Linked DNA regions of Mus musculus: region 1 is linked to region 2. A link is a contact called in public promoter capture Hi-C data. All regions are on one chromosome and are shown on one strand. Each heading gives the region's core, a stretch centred on a gene start, on an enhancer-like site or on the middle of the called end of the contact. The rest is flanking DNA. Distances are from core to core; before and after follow the strand shown.

Region 1 (6,975 bases), core at 3,315-5,814, 160 kb after region 2:
TTCTGCATGTTCTACGCGCTGCTGGGCATCCCGCTCACACTAGTCATGTTCCAGAGCCTGGGTGAACGCATCAACACCTTCGTGAGGTACCTGCTGCACCGTGCCAAGAGGGGGCTGGGCATGCGGCACGCCGAGGTGTCCATGGCCAACATGGTGCTCATCGGTTTCGTGTCGTGCATCAGCACGCTGTGCATCGGCGCAGCTGCCTTCTCCTACTACGAGCGCTGGACTTTCTTCCAGGCCTATTACTACTGCTTCATCACCCTCACCACCATCGGCTTCGGCGACTATGTGGCGCTGCAGAAGGACCAGGCGCTGCAGACGCAGCCGCAGTATGTGGCCTTCAGCTTCGTGTACATCCTCACGGGCCTCACGGTCATCGGCGCCTTCCTCAACCTCGTGGTGCTGCGATTCATGACCATGAACGCCGAGGACGAGAAGCGTGATGCGGAGCACCGCGCCCTGCTCACGCACAACGGCCAGGCTGTCGGCCTGGGTGGCCTGAGCTGCCTGAGCGGTAGCCTGGGCGACGGCGTGCGTCCCCGCGACCCAGTCACATGCGCTGCGGCCGCGGGAGGCGTGGGCGTGGGCGTCGGTGGCAGCGGCTTCCGCAACGTCTATGCCGAGGTGCTGCACTTCCAGTCCATGTGCTCGTGCCTCTGGTACAAGAGCCGCGAGAAGCTGCAGTACTCCATCCCCATGATCATCCCGCGGGACCTCTCCACGTCCGACACCTGCGTGGAGCACAGCCACTCGTCGCCGGGAGGCGGCGGCCGCTACAGCGACACGCCCTCACACCCCTGCCTGTGCAGCGGGACGCAGCGCTCGGCCATCAGCTCGGTGTCCACGGGCCTGCACAGCCTGGCTGCCTTCCGCGGCCTCATGAAGCGCAGGAGCTCGGTGTGAACCACAGCCAGACCTGGAGCACCTGTGAGCCAGAGGGGTAGGGGACCTGCCTGCAGAAGCCGCAGGAGTTGGCCAGAAGGCCCCCCAAAGACGCCTTCGGGCCCCATGGGAAGTCCCCAGCCCATCACCACCACCACCACCTCTACTCTTCCCCAGCCCCTAAATCTCCAACTGTGCAGGCTATCACTAGCCAGCAGGAGGCGGGGCTCTGAGGACCCCTGGAGCCCCCATCGGAGCCGAAGAATTCCGAGAAATGTGAAACTTAGGGGGTGGGGAGCCCGGAAAGCAGCCACGGGGAGCTGCTGAGAAGCCCCCAGTCCTCAGAGGCCCTACGGGGGCCCCAGACCCCTCACCTCCGGAGGGAACTAATGTTCTCGGGTTTTGTTTTCTGTTTTCTGTTTTGGTTTGGTTCTCTCTCTCTCTCTCTCTCTCTCTCTCTCTCTCTCTCTCTCCCTCCCTCCCTCCCTCCTTCTCTCTCTCTCTTCTACTTACACCTCCTCTGGGTTCTCCAAAGCCCAAGGTGTTTTTGTCCAGGTCACCCCCACTCAGTCCCACCTGGCTTTCATCCCCAGCCATGTCTCCCAGCCTTCCACTACCTTACGTGTCCACTCCCTTCTGTTTTTTGCATGGCTATGCAGTTATGGAAGAAAAAAAAAAAAAAGGAAACCCCAGCAGCCCCTAAAGCTAGTCCCCAGAGGGCAAGATAAAAAAGAAAGAAAGAAAAAAAAAAAAAAGAAGAAGAAAAAAAAAGGGCAGGCCACAGATGTTAGAGCAGAGTGTGTGCAGAAACTGTGGCTTCCACCTCTGCGGGGTGGACATCTGTAGGTGAGCCACCTGGAGTCTGGGAACATTCTCAGGGGCTCCTGAGAGACTCCAGCCTTCAGGACTGCCCTTGGAATCTAAAACATGGACTCCCCTTTGCTGTCCCTGGCTGCAGCTGCTCATTCACTCGTCCATAGGTTGTTTTTTTTTGTTTGTTTGTTTTTTTGTTTTTTGTTTTTTTGTCCCAGAAACCCTGTGCCACCTCCGTATTCATTTGAGTGTAATAACACTCTAGTTAAGTCACCTGGGCAGTTCTTATGGCCATTTTTCAGAAGAGGAAAACAGGTAAAAAAAAAAAAATTTTTTTTTTTACTTGCCCGGGGTGTCTTGAAGGGGAACAGCCTGCCGGCTTGTTCCCAGCCCAAGTGCTCTTTCTTCAGGCTCAGCCTGCCCTCAGAAGCGAAGCCCCTGCAGGCAACACCCCAGCTTTGTGTAGGCAGCTGGGGTTTAAACCAGAATCAAAAGCCCCAGCCTGAGCCACTGCCAGGGCTCTGCCTCTGGTACTCTTTAGCCCAGAGACTGAGGCTCTAAATGGACCCTTGTCTCTGTTCACAAGCAGGGAAGTCCTTGGGACCAAGGTAAGAAGGACTGAGTCTCATGGACTACAAGCCAGCAGTTGGCACTCTTGAGAGTTCAGGGACTGGGCAGAGCAGCCCAGACAGCTGACAGGTATATCCTGGGACGTTTTCCCTGGCCTAGAAGCCAGGATAAATGCATCCTAAGTTGCTAGAGTAACTTCCACTGCAGCCAGGAACACCCCTCTGGAGGGAAGGAGGTATTGGGCCTGCTATGCCTTCTACCTCCTCTACCTGCAACCCAGTGGAGGGTGGCTTGCTACTGGGGACAAGCTGGAGGTGGAAACCAGGACAACAGAAGGGTATGTGTGGGGCTATGGGTATAGCCCCAAGTTTTATTCCCAGTACCATGAAAAGGGAAACCTTTCCCCTGCAGAGCTGCCTTCTGCTCACTGTTCCCAGGCCTAGCTCCATACTGCTGAGTAAGGCCAATGTGACCATTTGGGGAGGTAGAGAGAGAGCCCCACCATGTCCTCCAGGTCCTGGGAAATCCTTAGGTGGAAGGAATCTGGCCTGTGTGTATCCCATGTCCGTGTGGAGGAGCTGGCCCCTGTGTCAAGGGGGAATGGAACCCAGCAGCTGGAGAGGTGCTGTCTGTGTTTATGTTGGGCTGGAGGCAGTGCTGGCTGCCTCTGTCCTGTGTGTGACCCTGCCCTCGAGGGGTCAAGTCCCGTCAGATCCGAGGGAGCCACAACCAAAGTTACAGAGAGGGTGGGGAAGGCAGCAGAGTGGCCCTAGGGTCTAAGCATGGGGGACTGCTGGTCTCCTGTAGGGTCTTTGCCTAGGGAACTAGAAGGCCACTGTCACTTCCTGTCTCACCCCCTCCCATGCAGGCAGCCTTTCTGCTTCCCCAATGCCTTATGCCTGGGCACACTGCCACAGAATATGCAATATGTGTGGGTGACATCCCCACACCCACCCGGGCAGCCCCTAAGTCCCCAGGCTGTGGCTGCCCTGGCCCCCTTTTCAGCAGCTCCTGCCCATCTGTCTTCACACTGAGAATGGCGCCTAATAAATGCTGTCCATGGAGACCAGGCTCTGGTTCCCGCTCCTCTGTCATTAGTCATTCACCCTGTCACCCTGTCACCCTGTCCCACCACTCACCTAGTGCGTTCCCCTGGGGCTTCTCAGACTGCTTTGGGTGCAGGTTTCTTGTGTAGAAACCTGGGAGTGAAGCCTGGCTTCACTTAGGATTTTCTCAAAAGATCCAGAGCTCAGAAGATTCCGTCTTCCTGGAACAGACTGTGAGAACAGGACCTTAGAAATGACTGGGCCCTTTCCTCCCTCTGTACACAAGTAAACGAGGCCAACGAGGGCAAGTAACTTGCCCTGAGTCACACAGCCATGAATGGCAACCTAGGTAGGATAAGAAGCAAAGCTGGTGACTCCCCACTTTGTCTCCTCAGCTGACTGCAGAGTCAAACAGGACATGCCCCAGCCTCCAGGGGTGACCTCAGCTCCTCCCTGACCCCAGTAGCCTGATGGACACAACACACACACACACACTAATATCACTTTCAAAGATGGGCACATCACAAATACCTTTTCTTAGGGTGTGCTACTCATGGTCTAGAGTAGCACATGCTTGGGGATGGACCCTAGAGCCCAAGACAGATATATAGAAAGCAGATGCACTGTGCCCAGTTGGTACCAACACCTGACTCAACTAGCCAAGGGTATCCAGGCTTCCCTAAGCATGAACCATAGTAATACCTTTGGCACCAAAATCTGTCTGCACGCCATGACTCACAACCACCCTACCACATTCAGGGTGTGCATATCCGTTCTATTCCTTGTTTTAAATGCCACCTGGGACCTATTTGGTTGATTCCCTTTACTCACAGATAAAGACATGCTAGAGAAACAAGGACCTGGGCTAGAGACACATTCCCTTAATCTTTCCTTCTATCTACTTAGACCAACTAGAGAGATAGGACATATTTGTGGAGAGGTTCTGGGTTCAAAGAAAACCTGTGCCCTTTCCAGGACACACCAGCCTCCCTGGGATGAATCTCTAGGCATCCCTTGAAGTAACAGCAGGCAGGTTCTATGGCATGTTTCTTGGTAATCTACTGGCCTCTGTTTGGGCACAGTAAAAACCTGGCTCATCCACTCCTAAGACTACTTCGTCTTAATCAAAGCCCAAAGGTTTGCTGCTCAGCTCTATGAGATACAGCGTCAGCAGAGGTGAGTCCTTCTGGAGGTCAGTGGTGTCCAGCACATGGTCACTTGGACTTTCCTAAGCAGTGCTTTGCGGGACACAAACATGGCTCTTGCCCTACTTTCAACATCGCCCTGGACAAAGTATCACAAACAGATGTTGCAGGGATTCCTAGAGGGGGCCTGCACCCCAGTCCCACCCAGAGCTACCCAGAGCTCAGCACTAACACAGGATCTTCGTGTCCAGACACTGTCAGTGCCCCCCCCACATGCCCCCAACCTCCTCACCTCTGAGGCTGCCTGAACTGAAAGACACAGGAAAATGGACGTTGAAAGCCTGCAGAGGAGAGGGAACGGGAGCAAATGTCTGAAGTTCCCACCAGCACTGGGATTTGGGTGAGAGTCAATGGGAATAAGCTTCCTGGGAGCCAAGAGAAAAGAGGGATGCAATGGCAGCTCCTCTCTAAGCAAGCCAGTGGCCGCTCATAGGGGAGGTGCTAAGTTGGGCTTGGTGACTCATGCCTGCAATCTCCAATTCAGAAGGCTAAGGCAGGGAGATTGGCATGAGTTTGAGGCCAGCCTGCATATAGCCTGTCTCAAAACACCAAGAAGGAAGAGAAGGGTAGTCCTTGCTCTAATGAATTTGGAAGAAGGATGCACACATCACCACTGTCTGAACTCCACAAAACTCTAAGCTTAGTAAAAGTTTTTAGAAGACCTGCAGCGAAACCACTGCTCGTTTTGAGTAACACTCAAACTCATTCCATACCAGATCCTCTGTTGGCCTGATACTTCCCAGACTTCCCAGGGCACACTTGGGGACCTCCTCGGCTGTCACAATATCACTGATAGGGAAGTAGGTCTTATCCTTCCCTCTTATCCCCAACTAGGGTCTGTGGATGTAGCTCAGTTGGTAGAGTACTTGCCTAGCATGCACAAAGCCAATGCTTGATCTCTAGCACTGCCTAAAGGCGTCACATGCCTATAATCCCAGCACTTGGGAGATAAAGGTAGAAGGATCAGAAGTTCAAGGTCATCCTGGGCTACATAGCAAGTTCAAGGTCATCCTGGGTTACATAAAGTTCTCAATAAATGAATGAATTAATAAACAAACAGGTAAATATAAACTTTAATAATTGGTAAGTCATCTGTAACTGGCAGCTCTAACAACATGAAATACACACTAGCAAAGCTCATTATGTACCAAAAAAAAAAAAGGTTCAGAGCAGCCAGCCCACTGGTCTAACAGCAGGCAGGGAGTTGATAGCAAAGCTGAACATGGAACCAGGGCTAATGTTGGTGGATGAAGCTCGTGCCCTCACTCATCATATTGCTCACTGCCTGGCAGTGGTCACTGTCATTAGAAAAGGTCTGGCCATTGAAGAGTATGAGACCAAGGCTCCCTCTCCTCCACAGCCTAACAAGCCCAGCCTTGGGTGGACTCAGTGTCCCCCTGTGGCTGAAGCAACTGCCCTCCAGCTTCTCCCCCCACCCTTGCCAAAGGACATCGAGAAATAGACGTATGTGAAGCAGGTGCCCAGATCGGAGGACCAGCGCCCACCTTTCAGAGAAAAGGAACTGGATTCACAGAAAAGAAATGATAGATCCAAGCTCATGAAACAAGATACTGGCACAGCCAGGGTTAGTAGCCACAGAACCTGGCTTGTCAACATGTACACACCCAATTCACACACACACACACACACACACACACACACACACACACACACACACACATACATATTCAGACACACAGACTCTCATGCACATACACACAAGAGTGTGTAATTCACACACACATATTCAGACACATAGACTCACATGCACACATGCACACAAGAGCATGCACAAGCTCAGAACCCTGGCCCCTCTGCTCTGACTTTGGAGGAAAGTTCTAATCCTGGAGTTGAGTCACTTTTATGCTGGAAATTTACATCACATCTGGACAAACTAGAAGACTCACATCCCCTTGTCTCCCAGCTGCATAGAGGACTCATAGATGGGATTCTGATGGTACTGGTCTCTTTGATCCCCTCTAGTCAGTGATGCACACACCTGGAGAGTCTACATCAACAGCATTTGACCACAAGGACAACACTGTAAGTTAGGCAAGAATTGACACCCTCATCAGAAAGATAAAGGTCTTGCCTTGTGACCAAGGTCACAGAACTCAGTATCAGAGGCACTGAGCAGAGCCTAAAGTGTCTCCTTAGTGGCTGCTGTGCTGGGCCAGAACAGCAGTCAGGTCCTAAGGGATCTGAGACAGCCAGTGCCCTGTTGTTTACAGCTTTCTGGTGGCTGGACAAGGTCCCAAGCTTAAGGAGGATCCAGGTGGACACAGTTCCAAGAATTCATTGGCAAATAGGGACAGAGTGTAAGGGACTCTTCACGTACTTCACCCTGTCCGTGAAATGTCCAGCCAACAATCTCTGCCCTCAGCAGGAGGGAACAAAAATCACACCTCTGACCCTACATTCATTGGCCACCTCTACACGTCTTCATCTACCACAGT
Region 2 (7,008 bases), core at 2,780-5,279:
AGAAAGAAGTTATAGTCACAAAACAAACCAACAAACAAGCAAACAAGGCCTCTAGGGTACACTTGTCCTTAGGGCACACTCACCCCCATCCTCCTGCCTCTAGCCACGGTACTGGCTTCCCAGCTGTTCTGGCTGGGAGCCCACTCCACTCCCTCATCTAGAGTAGCTTTGTCTCCAACAGCCCATCCTCAAGGGTCCTGTATCCACGTATGCAGAGATGGCATCCAGACCCAGCTAGGACCTGCTTCTCTAGGCCAACCTTCCCTCCCCTTACAGGAAGCACTCCCTGACTGCTGGGGCTCTGAGTGACATGGACTGGGTTAGACCACCCCCAACATTTGCTGAAGGATGAAGTCAGCCTTCCTCCTGGTCCCTGAAGCTTCTCGGAGCTAGCGGCTGATAGAAGGAAGGTTGATAGAGCTGGTGTTCTCAGCTCTTGGCTCCTGAGATCTCTTTTCATCTGGGTATATCCTATAGCACCAAGTTCTGGAGACATTTACAGTTGAGCTAAGCCAAGGAGTGACAGGGAAGGAGTGGCAGTGAAGACGTTAAGCCCATTCAACAGTGAAAAGTGTGGTACATGGTACTGTGTGTTTGTAGTCCTGTCATCCTCAGCTTCAGAGAGTTCAAGGCCAGCCTGGGCTACATGAGATCCTGTCTCAAAACACCAACAAATAAACAAAAAGTCTAGAGACCTCAGAGAACGAGGGAATTTCTTATGGTGGCTGCTTAGCAGCTCAGCTGAGATCTGCTCTCTACCTTGAGGGTCCTCAGGAGGTAGCACAGCTCACAGAGTGTGACCTGTGCCCACGGGGAAACTATGGCAGAGCTACAAGAGGGTGTACAGGATGTGGAAGGGAGGGGAAGACTTCCTGGAGGAGGTGGCACACTAGTGAGCCTTGAAGTACGCACAAGATGGACATTTGTAAGGCGGAGAATGGGGGCCATTCTTTAACAAAGAAGTACACAGTCTCAGGCGCGACGCCCTTGGCACCTTGGGGATCAGCATTCAGTGTAGTAGGACGGAAGCTGGGGTGTGGGGAGGGGTGTAAAGATGAAACCCCACAGGAAGCCTCGCTACAGAAGACCTCCGTACCAGCAGGCGGGCCAGGTGAATAAGTGGAAGTCTGGAGGATTCTCAGCCTTGTGCTGTGGCAAGAACGCTCAGGGGAGGAGTGTAGAGAGACAAGCTACCACTGGGATCTGGCAGCGGAGGGCTGGGGAGGTCACAGGGGCTGAGCACAAGGCAGAAGACAGACAGACAGACAGCTCCCACCCTGTGTTCTGTGGCTCTGGTGATTACTTGAGTTGAAGTAAGAGCAGAGAAACTGGAATCCGGCAAGCATTCTGCACCTGTCCTGCTCCTGAGCCAGCTCCTGCAGGCAGGAGGCCCCTCCATGCAGTGGGGCGACTGTTTCCAATTTGCTGCTGGGAGGCCCAGGCCGGCCATGCTGGGTGAGGCAGGGTGGAGTCCATGCCTCTTTGTTGCCCTGCAGCTCCTCAGGGCAGGACCTTCCTCTCCTTCACCCTTAGCTCCCATGCTGGCCCACCACCCCATCTGCTGAGGGCCTCATTTGAGGGTTTTGGAGAGATGGGGGCAGGGAGCTCTATTTTCTAATTTACCCCCAATGCAGTGTGGTTTAAACATGGACTGTAGATGTAAGAAAGGCATGCACTGCTGGTCAGTTCCCTCTGAAATGTCAATGTTAGCTGTTGTTTTGGGGGTGCCCATAGTTACCACCTGCTGGGAATGTCTGAGCATTCACTCTGGAGATCTGACTGCAGTTTTTCTTGTTGCTACTGCCCGCCCCTCACTTCTTGCCCCAAAAGCTCTACCTCTGACTATGAGGAGAGCATGGGTTACAAACAGCCTGATTCAAGGGTGTTTGCCCTGGCAGCTCAAAGGAAGAGGTAAAAGCTGGTCCTGGTGGGCAGGCCGTAGTCTCAGCTACCGTAGAGGCTGAGGCAAGAGGAGTGTGTGCTCCAGGCGTGCCTGGGCTATAGAGTGAACTGAAGACTGGAAAGGGGAGGTACACACATGGTTCAGCAGGGGAGAGCTTATGTAGCATGTGGGAGACCCTGGGTTCAACTTCCTAACACTGCCCTCTGCGAAGAGAAAAAAAAGTCTATGAGTCTCTTTTGTTCAGGATGCCCACTCCTTGTGGGCCCTGGAGGAGACAGAAGAGATTACAGGACTGGGTGGCCAGGATGAAGCCATGACAGTTGGGCCACTGTCCCTATCCCTCACTAACTCACTGGTCGGCTCTCTGGACCCTGGTTTCTCTTTTTGGGAAGGAGACAGGCCCTGCTTGGTCGGGTCTGTGGTGTTACAACTGTAGCCACCAAGTAACCTAGGGCTAAGAATCAGGCCCAGGGCTGTGTGTGGAACCCAGGGATGTACTTGTTCTAAAGCCAGCACAAGCCAGCACAAGCCAGCAGGTGGCACACAAAGAGCTAGGCTACTGCGGAAAAAGCAGCCACTGGGGTGGCCGGCAATGCAGTAGGTGGTCCAGCCCACTCTCTGGTCACTTCTGCCTGCCTTGCTCCTGCCAGAAGACATGGCTGGAACTTCCACCTGCTCTGTGAACAGCTGGTTGCAGGCAGAGAGCCCAGGGCCTGAGTGGGTGACACAGGGCACCTGGAGACTCCCACTGGGATGTCTACTGACTTGCCCTGTCTCGTAGCTCCCTCCTGGCAGACGTTCAGGGACAGTGTACATCCTGGGTTATATAGTTCCTTCCCTGTGACCCCTGGGGGTGGGAATGGCGCCACATGGGAGAATGGCACCTTGACCCTGGTCAAAGTGGCTAGGCAGGCTGAATTTTGCAGGGGTGGGTGGGCACAGAGATGAGCCCGACCTTGTGTTTCTCTACTTGATCCTTAGGGGCTGCCAGATACCCTGGCCGAAGTCCAGCTTCAGCTCCTTGGCTCTTTGGAGCCCAGCTTCTGTCTCCACTCTGAGCTCCAGCTCACGTAGCCTCTGTCTCTCCTTTCTCCAGCTCTGTTCCCAGCCTTGGGGATCACTGTTCCTAATTCCCCCACGCCATCCTTCCCTTTGCTTGCTCCCTCTGCTGATCTCTCAGCCAGCAGCTGAGCATTGCCTCCTCCTGGAAGCCTTCTCTGACTGCTTGCTCCCAGTCTTGGTTAGGATAATCAGGTCCCCTTCTGCTTGTCATCACATACTTGTGCCTGCCTGCTAACTGTTTCCCCTACCCCACCAGATGTGGCTCTTTAGGACAGGGCCTGCCTTACACTCATCCTCACATTTCTAGCCCTCCAGATTTGGTACACAATAGGTCATAATATACAAGCTGAAGAAAGCTAAGAGGAGTCCACAGAGGAAAGGTCAGAATAATGTTCCTGTCCAGAAACAGAAGGTCTAGAAAAGCCAACAGCATCCTCACCACGCTGGAGGGCAGAGTACCACTGGCTGCCATGGTTTCTACTAGCCACTCTGGTCTTTTCAGGCATAGACTCCTTTTCAGCAGACAGAAGCCAGTCTGGGAGTAGTGGTAGAAAAGGGGTCCCAGGAAGGTGCTAGCCTGGGGCCCTTAGTCCTGGGTCTGTGTGACCACAGGGATGGACCCCTCATTAAGCCAAGAATCTGTACTCTGCCAGGACCCTGGCGGGTTGGCCTAGCGGGGATCATATGAAACTTAAAGGCTAGTCAGGCCAGGGACAGGTGGGCACTCTTAAGAAGCCTTGTAGCTACAGTGCCATCCCTCCTCCTTGTCCTCTCCCGTCCCTATCAGCTCACAGAATATGGGCTGAGCCTGCTTGCAGAACTGGCACCCTCCTGAGACAGGGGCTACCTTACCTCGGAAAGTGACTTTGGCAATCCGGTCACCTTTGCCTCGGAGCTCTGAGACAGTCTTGAGGTGAACAATCAGGGCCATGCTGGTGGGGAGAGCCTGGGCAGTTCCAGAGCAGCGGGAAGAAGCTCGCTGGTGGAGTGTGGCTCACACGCCTCCCTCTTCTCTGGCTGCTGCCGCCTCCTCCTGCTGCTGCCCACAGAGACCAAGGCAACCAAAGCAAGCTGCTCCTTCAGCTCATCAGAGCTGTGCAGCCCCGGCAGCCCCGCCCCTCTGGGTTGTCAGCCCAGCATGTGTGTAGCGCGCGTGTGTGTGTGTGTGTGTGTGTGTGTGTGTGTGTGTGTGTGAGTGAGTGTGTGCAGGAGCCCAGGAACGCATGCTGAATCCATTATTCAGCAGCACCAGCTCCGAGATAAAGCCCTGTCCGGCTTCAGGTGTCTCCTGCCAGCTCCTGGAATGGAAGCTCCTGCCACTTGGCAGGGCAGAGCAAGCTGTGCCACTCAGAGCCAACAGATTGCAGAGGGCATGCAGATGGGCAGATGAGGGGTCAGGCCACTTCTCATGGGGATCTGGAACTTCACTGTCTGAGCTTGAATGGGGCACTGGTCTCTTGGGCAGTATCCACGATGTCTCTTGATGTGTCTAGCTAATCACCAGGGTTGTGGATGCTCAGAAGGCTTGGAGATCATGGACGGGACAGACCTGACTGCTCTGGATAAATCATGCTGTGCCTCAGCCGAGGGCAAAGGAGATGCCTCAGTAGGTAAAGTGTCTGCCACAGGAGCATGAAGATCTGAGTTTAGATTCCAGAGTCTATGGTAAAGACCGGTGCAGGGGCAAGGGCTTCTAACCCAGCTCTGCGGTGGCAGAAAGGTGGAGACAGGAGAACCCCTGGAGTTTAATGGCAGCGGAGCTATCTGAATGGAGAAGCTCCAGGTTTGCTAAAGAGACCCGTCTTTAAATAAACAAGTCAGATAAATAAATAAGGAAGACAACTGAAGTTGACCCTAGGCTTCCACACATAAACATAAACACATCTGTATATCTACACACTACACACACACACACATACACACACACACACACACACACACACACACACACACACACACACACACACACAGTCTGGAGAGCAGCAGCTTCTATAAGGCAGTTTGAAGGAGGTCCCCAAGGACTGGCCCCTATTATATAGGAGCATCAGAAGTGACAATGCATTGATGCCTGGTCCTGCACTGTTTGTGCCCTTGGGATGCTAGGCTCTAATGCTCTGTTCTTGGGTCATAGTTTTGAATTTCAGGCAGCTGGTCCTGAAATGAGAGACTGTGACTAGGGAAGCCCTAATGAGAGGTCACAGGGGCTACTGTGCTAGGTAGGAAACTTGTAAGAGTCAGGGCACCAACCTACCCATCCCAGGCTGGAGACAAAGAACTGGAGGAGGCGACACTATTGATGAGTAGTTTTCAGTGAGAGGACAACCATCTTGCTCCCTGCTCTAGTCAGTGGCTAGAGGTAGCAGAGGGATATCTGTAGAGGGATATCCAAGGAACAGCAGAAGTCTGCTCTTTCGGGAAGGGCTTGTAGGGAAAGGAGTGCTGGGGGCTGGATTCTAAGCCGTTGCTTTTGCGGCTCACTCTTGGTAGGGGTCCCCCATCTTGTCCCTGCCTCCTGGTCTCAGCGGCTTATCCCCAGGGGTGACTCTGCACCCTCACTCAGGTGGACTTTGGGACCCCCTTTCAGTGGCTCCTGATCCAGGTATCACTGGCCTGGGGTTGCTACATGGATCTCCCCCACTGATGCTTTTCACTCGAGATCTTCACAGGGCATCTAGTGTTCAAGACATGGCAAGATGTCCAACTAATACTGACAGGGCTTGGAAGCTCAGGGGCCTGTCTAAGAGAGTCTTCAGGCTTTGGGCTGGTGGGATGGCTCAGCAGGTAAGGGCTCCTACGGCTCAGCCTGGCGACTGGAGTTTGATCCCTGGGACACACATGGTAGACAAGGATAAACTGCTCTTCTGTGGGCTGTAGTACATGCCCTTCTGGGGGTGGGGTGGGGGACATGTCCTCTCCACTTAAATAGATAGATAGATAGATAGATAGATAGATAGATAGATAGATAGATAATGGATGGGTGGATGGGTGGGTGGATGGATAGATAGATAGATAGATAGATAGATAGATAGATAGATAGATGTAATAAGCAGGTTTGAAAGTTTAAAGAGAGAAGGTACTAGACGTTCACAGCATAGCATCCCTCAGAATCCCTCAGTGGAGTAACCTCAGACATCCAAGAGCCTTCCCTGTTTTTCAGCCCTAGTTTTCTCTGTACTTTCTTTTTCCTCTCTCTCCTCAGTTTCCGCTCCCCTTTCTGATGTATATTTAACTATATTGAGTTAGAAAATTCTTCAAAAATGCATACATTGAATGCAAGAAAATATCTAAAAAAAAATTAAAACCAAAGTTAATGTCCCTTTAAAATGACACAAATTCATCTTTGTCTGTAAGGTTCGGTGGTACTTAGCAGCCCTCTCCTCAAGGGTCCCCTGGTTCTCTACTCTAAAGGGTGAGTTTCATGGAGCCTCTTACAGCCCTGCACATGCTGAAGGGAAGTCCTACGGAGCAGCCCTAAAAGCTTTGTCAAATCCCAGTTTCTCCGTCTCAAAGACGACAGCAATTCCAGTTAGCATAGCATGACTCTACCAGCTACACCAGGTGCCAATGCAGAGTCCACCCAGAATAGGCAGAGGGCTTGTGGTCCAGAGTGCACAGAAGGCGGTCTGCAAACTGGACCGACTGGGAGGCCGAGAATGGAGAGGAAGTGAGGGCTTCACCTAGTGGAGTGGGGTCATTCAAAGCCTTCCTGGAGTATGTCACATTAGAGCCATGGTCACCTTTTAAACACAACTTTGCCTAATATTTTTCTTAGTGAAGCAAATGTGCCCTGAGGCAACTTGGGAAACAGTAGATATGACTGCACATTTCCTTCACTGATTTGTCACTACGCCCACACCTGTGGCTTCTTGGCCACACTAAGCTTCAGCCATTCTGATTGTGTGTGTGTGTGTGTGTGTGTGTGTGTGTGTGTGTGCGCGCGCGCGCGCGCAAGCACCTCTTACAAACATATGCTCCCTACAGCCTAGAATCGCTGGCATCTGTTAGAGGACATCTCTGGAGAGTTCTGATTGTGATGGCATCCT

What was found. Promoter capture Hi-C pulls out the DNA fragments that hold promoters and counts their contacts.
Region 1: a contact with region 2 is called in a promoter capture Hi-C map of 3T3-L1-derived adipocytes, with 2.8 times the contacts expected there. The contact joins the enhancer-like site here to the promoter of Otof in region 2. A contact is called at or near these places in 26 of 39 promoter capture datasets (the 3T3-L1 cell line, 3T3-L1-derived adipocytes, the C10 cell line and 16 more), 3 of 15 datasets of contacts at CTCF or cohesin (embryonic stem cells and stem cell-derived epiblast-like cells), 10 of 484 Hi-C or Micro-C datasets (the C10 cell line, cerebral cortex, cortical neurons and 4 more), 5 of 115 datasets of contacts at active chromatin or transcription factors (embryonic forebrain, embryonic stem cells and kidney) and 4 of 9 other capture datasets (embryonic stem cells, liver, macrophages and 1 more).

What each region holds. Positions count from the first base shown.
Region 1 is chr5:30,621,932-30,628,906 of GRCm38.p6, forward strand. Kcnk3 (potassium channel, subfamily K, member 3) reads left to right here. Exons shown (of 2, transcript NM_010608.2): 2 at 1-3,339. The coding sequence ends at 906. Among named protein-coding and RNA genes, the nearest start is that of Mir5625, 23 kb to the right of the region's middle. Within about 2 kb of position 4,565, at least 13 of the 459 cell types and tissues checked have an H3K27ac peak or open chromatin away from gene starts, as enhancers often do. A contact at or near this core is called in 3T3-L1-derived adipocytes, where this site is marked.
Region 2 is chr5:30,457,903-30,464,910 of GRCm38.p6, forward strand. Otof (otoferlin) reads right to left here and starts at 4,030. Exons shown (of 47, transcript NM_001286421.1): 1 at 3,818-4,030. The coding sequence starts at 3,896.